Regions from separate parts of the Canis lupus genome. Here region 1 is linked to region 2. The links are chromatin contacts, called in public Hi-C maps. All regions are on one chromosome and are shown on one strand. The core of a region is the stretch at or near the end of the contact, and the rest is flanking DNA. Distances in the headings are between cores, read along the strand shown. Region 1 has its middle 34 kb from the start of FGL1. Region 2 overlaps PDGFRL (platelet-derived growth factor receptor-like protein).

Region 1 (5,909 bases), core at 1,776-4,275, 250 kb after region 2:
AGGGAGAAGAGGACTAAACTGTATTTGATTCTGGAAACAGTGGCCACAGTGTCTTACCAAGATGACAGAGCCCAGCCCTATGAAGGGCCTTAGGTCTGGTATTACCTTCCTGCCAATAAACACCAGTGGTTAAAAAAAAAAAACAAAAAAAAGGCAAACAAGAGTGTCCTCATAACTTGCCACCTCTGGAAACTTTCTCCATCAACCACTGTGCAAAATCCCCTCCTCATACATAAGGAGTTTCCTTATATTTTTCTGAGCAAGATTTTCCAGCAAGATTAATTTAGGAAATTTGAGCGAATTATTTTTTAGGTAAAATGAACAAATATTTATTTTAAAATATTTAAATCTTTATCTTTTAAAGTGCTGGCTGGCCCCAAAAGTATTATTTATTGAGGACTTGTCACATCTTGGGATGGAAAGCTGTTTTGACAGGTTTTATTTATGGATATAGGGGGAAAGAAAGTGTAACTGAAAATGGCCAAACAGACCGCCCCACACTTTAGAAGAAAGAAAAAGATCCCTCTGGGCCTATATCCAGCATGGAAAAGTTTGAGTCTCTAAAAAGGCTCTTTCAGGAAGTTTTGGATGATGGCAAAGATGGTATAAAGAAAAGTAGTGTGTCACCCCTGCTTCAGCTTTGATAAATGTTTTCCTATGAAAAAAATAAAGTGATCAGTGAGCTCCAGGGATTAGTATTTTACTAAATTATGGAACAAGGAGAGGGACAGCTGGCATCCATGCCCTTGGCAGGTAGGCTGATACAGGCTTGCTGACTGAAGGAATGAGTGTGAAGAGCCACCAGCTGTCTCAGCATCCTGCCCCAGGCCATCTGATCCTCAGGAGTTGCTCAAGGATTGTGCAGCACACCTGAGAGCCATCTGCATATTGCAATCACCACTGCATTTTCCTGCTCTGTTTCAGAAAATGGTGTGAGAATATAGATCTGAACTTTTCACATAAACTTTTCTCACATTTAGGTTTATCCTGGAAGATTAGCCTTGAACTGAAACTAATACATCAAACTGCTCAGCTTCTCTGAGTGAGAAGAGTTCTGAGGAATGACACCAAGAATCTCTAAAGTTTAGGGTGAATCAGACGTATTTATGGAAGTTGTTAAAAATTAAGTGGCCTAGACCTATGACTTGATATTGAAAATAGGCTTGATAGTAAAACATTATCCTTCCAAACTCTAAGTTCCTCTGAGTTATACATCCTACTATATGCTGACTCACATACAAACAATATGCAGATGTTCTTTGACCTTGTGTTTCAAAAGATGCCTATTTAGAAAAAGTTCTTAATCATATTCACCAAATTCCTTCTATATTCTGAAAGTTTTTACAATAATTTCTTTTCTGGTCCTACTGGTCTGAGTCAACATGGAACTCTGATTAAGATATGTTAACTTGACATTGCTTGCTTCGCATAATTATTGTCTATATAAAAATGTACTGGCTTTTGACTTTTTGGAAAGGTATACATATATATCTTTTTTCCAAAGTATATGATTTACTACTTCTTCACCATGAGTAAACATGGGAGGATACAATATGCTTTCAAGTCACAACTATTAGACTAGCACAAAAGCTGCAAGGGGATGGTGGTGATTTTCTACTCACGAGTTAGTGTTGTTTCAAATTTAACTTTCTCATAACTGGGTAACATGGGCTATTTTTAATCTTTCTAAAACTAGTGATGAAAAAGCCAGTATTATCTCTAAAGGACCTTCTTTGAGGAATATGCGATTTCCCAAGAATCTGAATTAGTTGGTTAGCTACCAGAAGAGAACAGAGAAGCCTTTATAACTGACTTTTCTGAGGTTTCATTTTACGTTTCAAGAGCTCTGTGTTCCAATATCACTCAACTGAAAAGAGATACTACAGGTGTAATACAGGAAGAAAAGAAGAGAGTTGAAACAGCTGGCTCATGTTAGCTACCTTTAATTGCTTCCAAACTACCTGGTATTCCGAAGAATTTTGACGTACTTGATAATTCCTAAGGGTATAATCATTCCATTTGGGAGACAAGCTACAAAAGAAACCAAAGAGTGAGCTGGTATTGAACAAAGCAGTATCTGTTTAGCACCCTGAAGAAAAAAAAAAAATCAAATTACCCCTAAATCTAAACTGTAATGTTGTCACCTTCTAATGAATGGAAAAATCTAGTACTTCTAAAATATACTCCTGGCCCCATTCCAATTGCTATGTGACCTTGGAGAAACCTCTTTTGAAGTTTTCTGTGTCCGTAAAACCTGGGTAATAATACTATCTGTCCCAGATGGTTGGAATTGTATGAATTAATTAGTTCAAGCTGGAAAAGTCTTTGATAATGCTAAGTGCTGAACGTTGTTAGTGTTATAGGTACAGGTGGAGGCAATGTTACACAGCACATCTATAATTAGAAAGGCCTTGAAACTGCAACCAGTGCCAACACCCCAGGAGTTAAGGAGACAATACCCTATGTCATTTTCTCTGTGAGATGAGGTTGGCTTGTTAGGACTGAATGCTTAATTCCCCCTTTTATCCTCTTTGAAAGGTTGCAGCTTGTCTTGGGCTTGCCCACCATAGAGCACAGTTTTTACTGGGTGTATATGCTTTTTAAGGCAGTATTCTAAATGAAGTGCCAACATTCGTGAGAACAGAGTACAGCCTTGGGTTTACAACGCTTGTTAATTCATCTGAGTCAGGGGAGTAAGAGTCCTTCCCAGAAACACCTGTCATCTGAAAAATGCAGAAAATTTCTTGATCTATAAAATGAAGGGAGAAATCTGAACTTATTATTATTTTTTTTTTTTTAGAGATGAAAGCTTTCTTTCTTTTTCTCTTTTTCAAACAAAATAAAATCACAAAGTGTTACCTGGAACCCAAACATATAAAATAGATACAAATTAAGCCACAGCAAATGAAAGGAGAAAGGGGAAGACCTTCCTGTTCCCTGCAAGAAGCTTGAGGTACATTATCAAAATCTAAGGCTCCCCTGGGGCCCATATTAGAGACCACGGGACCGGACAATCTCTACAACAGTTGTCAACCTCTAATTTTTGAGGATTTTAAAGATTTACTTATTTATTTGAGAGAGAAAGAGAGAAATAGAGCAGGGTGGGGAGGGCCAGTTGAGAGAGAAAATCTCAAGCAGATTCCCTGCTGAGAGCCTTATCTCACAACCCTGAGATCATGACCTGAGCTGAAATCAAGAGTCAGGTGCTTGCTTAACCGACTGAGCCAAAAAGTGATAAAGCCAGGTGTCTAATTTTTTGTTTGTTGTTGCTGTTGAGAATTTTAAATCCCAGTAATAGTAAGACACTGAACTGCTGAGCTTGTAAAAAAGATACAGTATACCCAGAGTCGTAATTCGTTTTATATACTATCTTATCAGGAAAATGTCTGACCATCTCCTCTCTTCTCACACCTTCAACCCTTGGAGAAGTTCACAGAACACAGAATTCGCCATTACCATATTCCTTTCTACCTTCCTCTTCTTCGTTAGCATTACCATCATCATCATCACAGTAAGCATTTACAGAGAACGCAGTACAGTCATCCTCCCTTATCCATGGGGTATATGTATGTTCCAAGACCCCCAATGGATGTTTGAAGCTGTGGATCATACCCAGCCCTAGGAGCACAAAGTTTTTCCTATAAGTACATTCCTATGACAAAGTTTAATTTGTAAATTAGGCACAGTAGGAGCTTGACCATTATTAATAACATGGAACATTATAACAATATACTTTTATATAAGTTATGTGAATGTCATCTCTCTCTCTCTCTCTCTCTCTCTCTCAAAATTGCTTGTTGCTCTGTACACAGCCTTCTTCCTGAGATGCTGCGAGATGATAAAATGCCTACATGATAAGATTAGGTGTTGTGATGTCTGTTAGGCAGCTATTGACCTGACAATACTTCAGGAGGAGGATCATCTGGTTCCCATTGGTGGTTGACTGCTGATAACTGAAGCCATGGAAACTGTGGAGAAGGTGGGACTTCTGTGTGTGCCAACCACAGTATTAGCTCATTTAATCCTCGCAACATGACTGTAAGACAGCTGTATTATTATTCACATTTTAGCACAGAGATGTAATTTGCCACCTAAAAAATGGCAAAGGTAAAATTTAAGTTCTTAACAGTCTGACTGTAATCTTCTTGGGCAACAGCTAAACACTTAACCATCTTGTTTATCGCTTCATGTCAATCCTATAGATTGACTTGTCTTTCTCCCCAACTAAATTTGTGCTGGCCAAAGGAGAGATTATGGGCTTTATGGATGGGTTGTGATTTTATGACTCAGTCTTTCTGAAACTCTAGGTATTGGGCAGATTTGTGGAGTGAGTACTTTCAGGTTTCAGGAACATAGCCCCTCTCTTTTCTTAAAAATACCTTTTGTTTCTTAGTAGAAACTCCTTCTGCCCATGTCAGCCAATCAGCGTCCTTGCATTTTCTCTATACTTTGCTCTATTTAAAACAGACACACACAGCACTCATGAGTTTATTGGCCCTAACATGTAATCAGCTGATATAAATTGAAAGCATATTTGCATTTTAAAAAGAAAGCGATAAAGCCTAATAAATGACTCCTTAGTGGTGAAATTTCAGAGGACATTGGACTGGGGTCTTCCTCATGTCTTGACTTTGGGTACACCCGTCCAATCTCCCACTTTTATGTATAAACTCCTCAAATGATCTACTTTTTTCTAACTGCTTTTATTTTCTGGCTTCTGGCTATTTTCCCGCTAGTCCACTGAAATTAAAGGCACAAAAAAATTATCACTAAATCCAGTGGTCTTTCGTTAGAATGCTTTCTCTTCCATCTTCTTATGGCATTAATTTTTTTATCATTCCTTCTGCATTGAAAAACTATTATTCTGAGATTTATGTAACACTATACTTGTTTAGCTCCCTCCCACTTTTCTGTGGAGTCATTTCTTTTCTCCTTCAGAAGCTTTTCTTTTGATCTTCTAATTGTGTGAATTCTTTAGGCTACTACTTGGGCAAATAATACCCATATTTAAAATTATCACTCGTGCCCCATTATTTATGCCTTCCCAAAGTGTGACATATGAAATCATGTTCTCACAAGACTGCATTAAAAGACAAACATTGAGGAGTCACAGCAGACACTTTTCTTGCTTGTGTGTTCTGAAGACTGAAAAATTAGATATGCTCTTTCATGATCTTACTTCCAGATGGGGTGGCCACGTAACACAAGTCTGGCCAATAGGGTATAAATTGAAGTCTGTTGACCCTTCACCCTTCTTCCTGTTTTTGACTCAGACTCAAAGCAGGAACTGCGGTGGACAACCTGTGATTTTGAGGGAAAAGCAAAGTGAATTGCAGAGATACCCACTTCCACATTGCAAAGCACTGAATGTTCCACCTTCTGAGTTCTTGTTAAGATGAACAAATCCTTGTTTGTTTGGACTGCCAGAATCAGGTGACTTATACCTTGCAGCTGACCACACTCCTAAATAGATATAAAAATGCAACATAGTATATGTCCCTCTTAGGAATTCAGAATGCAAAGTAGAATATTAAAAAGAAGAAATCTGTTTAATTTTGTTCAATAGATCATCTCCTAAAGTCATTTGAACAAGGAGCCCTTTTCTTCCTGTATTATGACTCTCCCCATAGAACTCAGTTTCCTACCCTGTTGCTTTCAGCTTGTGATCCCTAGACCAGCAACATCTGCGCCGTCCGCAAACTTGTTTAAAAAACTAGAACCTTAGGCCCCAGCCCCAAATCAAAATCTACATTTTAATCAGACCCCAGGTAATTTGTGTGACATTAAAAGTTGAGAAGCACTGCTTCTGGAGGACTGGTTGGAGAGAGGATAAAGTACAACTAACCTTAGGATTTTTATGTGAACTATTATTCAAGTCATCTGTTATTATTTCCCTGAATGCCTACTAC
Region 2 (5,964 bases), core at 1,348-3,847:
TTAGCTGACTTACACACACACACACACACACACACACACCTGCCCAGCAATTTCTCCCTCTTTATCCATCTAGTCCCCTTCTGTGCTCATTAGACTCCAGGGTCTGTTGTTTCTACCAACCTCTTGGTAAACCTAAGTAAATTATGTTGCCCTCTGTTTTTTGTTTATTCCTTCTTGGAAATTTCCAACCTGAAATGAACCTGTTCACCCACTTCTTCTTGTCCACACTTGGGCACTGAACACTGATAGAGGAAACCATGCAAGTAGGTGGATGGGTGCCATTAGATTATGATCACTTCACTTGTGTCTGGCAATGCTGGATAGATTTCTCTAGAGAGCTCACTTTTTCTCTCTTTCTAAACCTCTGATCTTTTCCATCTCTCTCACTTTGATCTAATTCATTTCTCACCTAACGTATTGAGAAGTTAGAGCCCTTGAATTGCCTTGACTTCATCTTATCACATCTCTTCCTTCCCTACTCTGACAGTTACAGTGGAGGAAGGGTTTCTCTTCCTAAGGCCAAACTCTGCCTGTGTCCTGGATCTCACCCTTGTATGTTTTCTCAGAAGCCCTGAGATATCAGTTGTTGCCTCCCTCTTTGGCATTGTCAACCTCCCCCTTCTCAATGAGATCTCTCCCTAAAATCCTTCTCCATATTAAGAAACCCCACCAACCTTGGCCCCCATGTGCCCTCCAGCCACCTTCCTCTCTCACCTTCAGAGCCAGGCCCCTTAGAAGAGTCTCTGTCTACCCTCATCATCTTCACTGTCCTCTCCTATCACCCTCCACCTAAAGCACCTGACTCCTGCCCTATTTCACATGCACTTCATCACCAAGGTCAAGGTCATTAAGTACAGTGTTTACTTTCCAGTCACCATGTGACTTGCCCTACCACATCCATTCCACAGAAAAGAACGATCTGCTCTTGGCTTCTACAATGTCATTTTTTGCCAGTTTTCTTCCTGGCTCTTAGGCCTCTCCTTGAAGTTTGCTTTGGCAGCTCTGCATCATCTACTCTCCAAGACATAAAATATTAGTTCCGTGTCTTCTTCTCTTCTCATTACATGCTACCAAATGTCCTCCACTGATCATATGGCACACCTAGATGTTTCTGCTGAGTTCCAGATCTGACTCTCTGGTGGCCTGCTCAACTACCTGAGTCTTTCTCTGAACAGAACCATCTAAAACTGAGCTCATAAGCCTTCTTCACACCCAATGTCCTTCAGTTCAGTGATTAGCACTAATTCTACCCAGTTGCCCTTGGTCAAAGGTCTGGAATCACCTTGGATGCTTACCTTTTACTTCCACATCCAATCAACGACTACCGGATGTCCTGATGATGTCGCTATTTAATTATTTATTGAATCTTCCTTCTTCTTTCCATCATGGAAGCAATGACCCTCGTCTTGTACATGGACTACAGCATAATCTTGTAACTAGCTTTTCTGTACCCAATCTTGAACCTGACCTTAGTCTTCTGCAAGCAGTCAGATCTTTCAGAAGAGCATATCTGGTCCTGCCACCTTTCTGCCTCAAGCCCTTCTACAGAGTAATTCTGTTACTCTTAGAATTGAGTTGAGGGGCACCTGGGTGGCTCAGTTGGTTAAGCATCTGCCTTTGGCTCAGGTCATGATCCCATGGTCCTGGGATCAAGCCCTGTGTAGAGCTCCCTGCTCAGTGGGGAGTCTGCTTCTACCTCTCCTCCTGGGCTCGTGCTCTCTGTCCCTATCTCTGTCTATCAAATAAATAATTCATTTTTTTAAGATTTTATTTAAGTTGAAACTCCTGATACATAATGTGGCCTCTGCCTTCCCCTCCTGTGTTGTTTCACTTTCCTTCTCTTATTCATACTTCAGGCTCTGGGGATTCTTTCTGATGCCTGGATGTTCCAGTCTCCTTCTTGCCTGGGCCTTTGCCCATTTGAGTCTTACTGCTTGTAATGAACATACTGGAAAAGCTGCTCAGCAATCTTCAAACCCAGGCCTGTCCCATCCTTTCAGCCCCCTGCTAGGCTGAGTTACACACCCTCACTGAAACCCTCATCACCAATTGTGCAATCACTGTTTTATGTTTGTGTCCCTGACTTAGCTGTAGGCTTGACAGAGATGATCATAATTATTCATCGATACACTCATGCCCTCCATCAGTATCTCAGTATGAGTATGGTGCGGGGGACTGAGCATAGAGTGGGCCGAATGTCAGGCCTCTCTGGGGTCATGAGGCCTGTAACTCAGGAACAAGTTCATGGAACTTGAGGGATCAAAGGAAGCTTAGTAGTTGTTATGCCTAAGTGCCTCTTTTAAATATTTTTAATTAATTTATTCATGAGAGACAGAGGCAGAGACACAGGCAGAGGGAGAAACAGGCTCCATGCAGGAAGCCCAATGTGGGACTCAACCCCGGGACTCCAGGATCACACCCCAAGTCAAAGGCAGGCACCAAACTGCTGAGCCACCCAGGTGTCCTCTAAGTGCCTCTTTTTAACAAATGAGGAAACTGAGGATCATAGAATGTAGATGGCTTGTCCCAAGTGACAATGGGTGAATAGCAGTGTGAGCCTTAGACCCCGGCCCCTTGGTCCCAACATGGAGCTGCTGTTCTGCTCAAGTGCTTTAAGCTATGTCACATGGGACACACTTAGACCAGAGACCACCCTTGGCCTTGTGGAGGTAGTAACTTCAAGGAAGATAGATTTGTTGTTGACTTCGTTTCCTCCTCTTCTTCTCCTCCTCTTTTTTTTTTTTTTTTTTTTTTGGTTGCTTTTTGGATACTTTGATTTCTACAGTTAGGACCCAAAACAGATATAAAACATGATTTTCCAAAGGGATACTCTGATTTCTTGCTAGGATAGCTTTGAATTGAAAGTGATCAAAATTTTACATTGATTTCCATTAACCTTTTGGAAATCAGAATGTGAAAACATTACATTGGGCTACTTGAAAAGAAGAGCTCTGTCAGAAGGCCGTAAAGGATCCCTTATCCTGAAAGGTAGACGTTGACCATCAGGGAAGACCCGAGATGATGCATGCATGCTCTTGGGCTTCTTCCAGGTCTTCCTCCTGTGATGTTTGCTTCCTTCACATTGGCGAGCTCATGTCATTAGAAGGCCCACTAGATGGCAGGTTTCAGCTGTGTTACACTTCTCTTCCTTTCACCAGTAAAAAAACATTTCAAAGGAAGGTGGGTGGGGTAAAATGATTGCATACTTGTGCTGATGGTTCTTTCATTCTTTTGGGCTACTCAGTGGTCACAGTTTCAAGTTATATTTTAAGCAGTCTAGAAATCAGTTTCCTAACAAATAAAAAAGGGCTGGGCATTTTTAACCTCATGTGCCCACCCTAGGATAAATTCATTGGTAGTGCCGAGTCCTCCTGAGTCTTCCCAGAGCTCTGGGCCCTTGAACAGCTTGGGCAGAGCTTCAGAAGCTAATAGTAAGAGTCTGAATTTTTAGGTGCTAAAGTTGATTCAGATCAACTGAATTCAGTCCATTCCAGATCACATATATCTCCACTCTCTTTTGAGATTGGAAACAGCAAGGATATTTTTCTGACTGTGTTTGGTACCATTTATTGACTGTTCTGTTTCCTGACTCCTCTTCTGGCCCCCCTCCTGCTTTCCTGCTTTTGTCCATTCATCTTCCCCCACCACTCTCCCTTAATTTTTTTTGTTCTTCTTTTCCAACAATTATTATTATTATTATTTAGTATGTATGATGTTCAAGGTCCTATGCTAGGTAGATGCTGGAGATATGATGATGAGCAAGATAAACACAAAGTCCGTGCCCATAGATCTTTTAATAATAGGGAAAGACACTATTAAATAAGCAATTTTAATATATAGCTGTGTGAAGCACAGGGTCAGAGGAGAGAAAACTCAAGGTAATAACCCGAAGGCTGGGAGTTAACCAGGTAAAGAAAGGGGTGGGAAAAGAATGTAAGAGAATTCCAGAAGGAGGGAACAGCTGTTGATACTATAGCACCTGGAACATTGAGGATGTGGAGGGGAAGACGGGGTAGCTTGAGGTAGTAGAACAGAAAGGAGGTGACCATGGAGAAATGATGCTGGAAGGTAAGCAGGAGTCGGCCTGTAGAAGACTCTGTCGGTCATGCTGAGGAATTTAGAGTGAAATGTAAGGGCATTATGAGTTGTTGACTTAAAGCCTTCACAAATACACGTCAAAAGTACAGAGGGATCTATACACCACACTGTGAGGGTTATTACTCCTCACTGCCTTTAAGAGAAAGACAACATCACTTCCTAGTGTCAGGTGTACCCACTCTCCCTCCATGTACCTCACACCCATCTTCTACAAACTGAGGTCTACAGAAATATTCTAGGCATAATGTTTCCATGCAAATTAAAAAAAAATTTAAAAACTTGCTTTTTTCTGTTGATACTATAAAAAAAACATTAATATTCTGGACCATCTGATCAACCTCTACTGGGCAAATAACATAAGTCATTTCCATCTTTTCTAGAAACCTTTTATTCCTCTCATAACACACTTTCAGAGTTTAGAACAGAGGAATCTTGGCATAGTATTGAGCTGGGGAAGAAAATAAAAAACAGGAAAGGTGGCCCAGATGATGGCTTAAATATAAATCAATGTTGGGCAAGAACAGACAGATGCTGTAGATTTAGGCTAGTTTGTTAGGGTTGTCAAAACTGTAAAAAACAAGCTGGGCTGATGTGGTCATAAAGAAAACCTGGCTCTCCTCCCTAGAAAATCAGGGCCCAGACATTGTCTTTCAGGATGTTTCTGTGTGTCTGGTCGGATGTTAGCATTTTCCAGTCAAGAACTTTAAGTTGGGAGGAGTGGGTGGGGTACAGGAGATCTCTCTGATGGCTGGTTCCTCTGACAACAATAAATAGCTTCCAGAAAGAAGGGAGGGCACCGGAGTTCTCTCTCCACCACAGTGGGCAACAGCTCACTCCACCCGCAGACAACACAAAGGGAGGGCAGGCCAAGAAGCAGACAGCTGGCTCCAGGCCAATCTAATCCTTCATGGCATCACAAGGGAGTGTGGTCTGGAGGACATTTTAAAAGAAAAAGAGAAGGAGGTTAAGAAGTGTTTATAAACAGAAGAATCCCACTGTCCAGATTTTGGTAAATATTGTGAATAATATTCTAGTGTTATTACCGAGCAAGATGTCTTTTTTTTTCTTTGATATATTTTATGTTAGTCAAACGTAACACAAAATTGACTATTATAAGCATATTGACCATTTTTAAGTATACGGTTCAAAGGCAGTAAATACTTTCATATGGTTGTGCAGGTTTCTTTTTAATTCAAACTCATTTTCCTTCAAAGCTCATTTTGCTTTATTTTCTGAGCAGAACAAATGACGGGGTTTCATGAAAATTCTGGCGCTCTCCCTCGGCTTTGGGATTTACCTGGATGTGCCCCTCAGGATCAATTTGCAGCAGTAGGAAATAGAAGCTATATTGCAACCAAACTCTGATGCTTACCTTCAAATGGCTCTCTACTCCAGAAAACAGTTGAATTAAAAGTAAATAGTAGGGGCACCTGGGTGGCTCAGTTGGTTAAGTATCTCTTGATCTCAGCTCAGGTGTCTCAGGGTAGTGAGTTCAAGCCTCATGCCAAACCTCCCGGCTAGGCATGGAAACTACTTAAAAAAAAAAAAAAAAAGTAGCTTATCGAGCCCTAAAGGTACAGCTCTCTCTTCCCAGACTCAATGGCGCCGGTGTCAGGCCTTCCAGCATTTCCAGAGATGGATTGGCGGGGGTGGCAGGGTACAAGACTTCTCTAGGTGTACTAGATGTTCTTACGGTGTTCAGATTGCAGAAAAACACAGCTCTCTTCCGTTCAGGACTTGGGTGGGGGAGGACAATAATAGAACCAGCCGCATTGTGGTGTTGTCAGGATAAAATGAGGTCATGCAAGTAAAGCTTGGGATACACAGTAAGCCATCTCAGTAAAGATGAGCTATTTTTATTCAGAA

The links. A called contact is a pair of places that touch in the nucleus more often than the background predicts.
Region 1: a Hi-C map of skin fibroblasts shows a contact between it and region 2, with 2.3 times the contacts expected there. The contact joins two enhancer-like sites. A contact is called at or near these places in 2 of 9 Hi-C or Micro-C datasets (amygdala and skin fibroblasts).

The regions. Positions count from the first base shown.
Region 1 is chr16:42,043,901-42,049,809 of UU_Cfam_GSD_1.0, forward strand. No RefSeq gene overlaps it. Among named protein-coding and RNA genes, the nearest start is that of FGL1, 34 kb to the right of the region's middle. Within about 2 kb of position 3,026, at least 2 of the 20 cell types and tissues checked have an H3K27ac peak or open chromatin away from gene starts, as enhancers often do.
Region 2 is chr16:41,796,329-41,802,292 of UU_Cfam_GSD_1.0, forward strand. The region is part of intron 2 of PDGFRL (platelet-derived growth factor receptor-like protein); the gene reads left to right. Among named protein-coding and RNA genes, the nearest start is that of PDGFRL, 22 kb to the left of the region's middle. Within about 2 kb of position 2,598, at least 3 of the 20 cell types and tissues checked have an H3K27ac peak or open chromatin away from gene starts, as enhancers often do.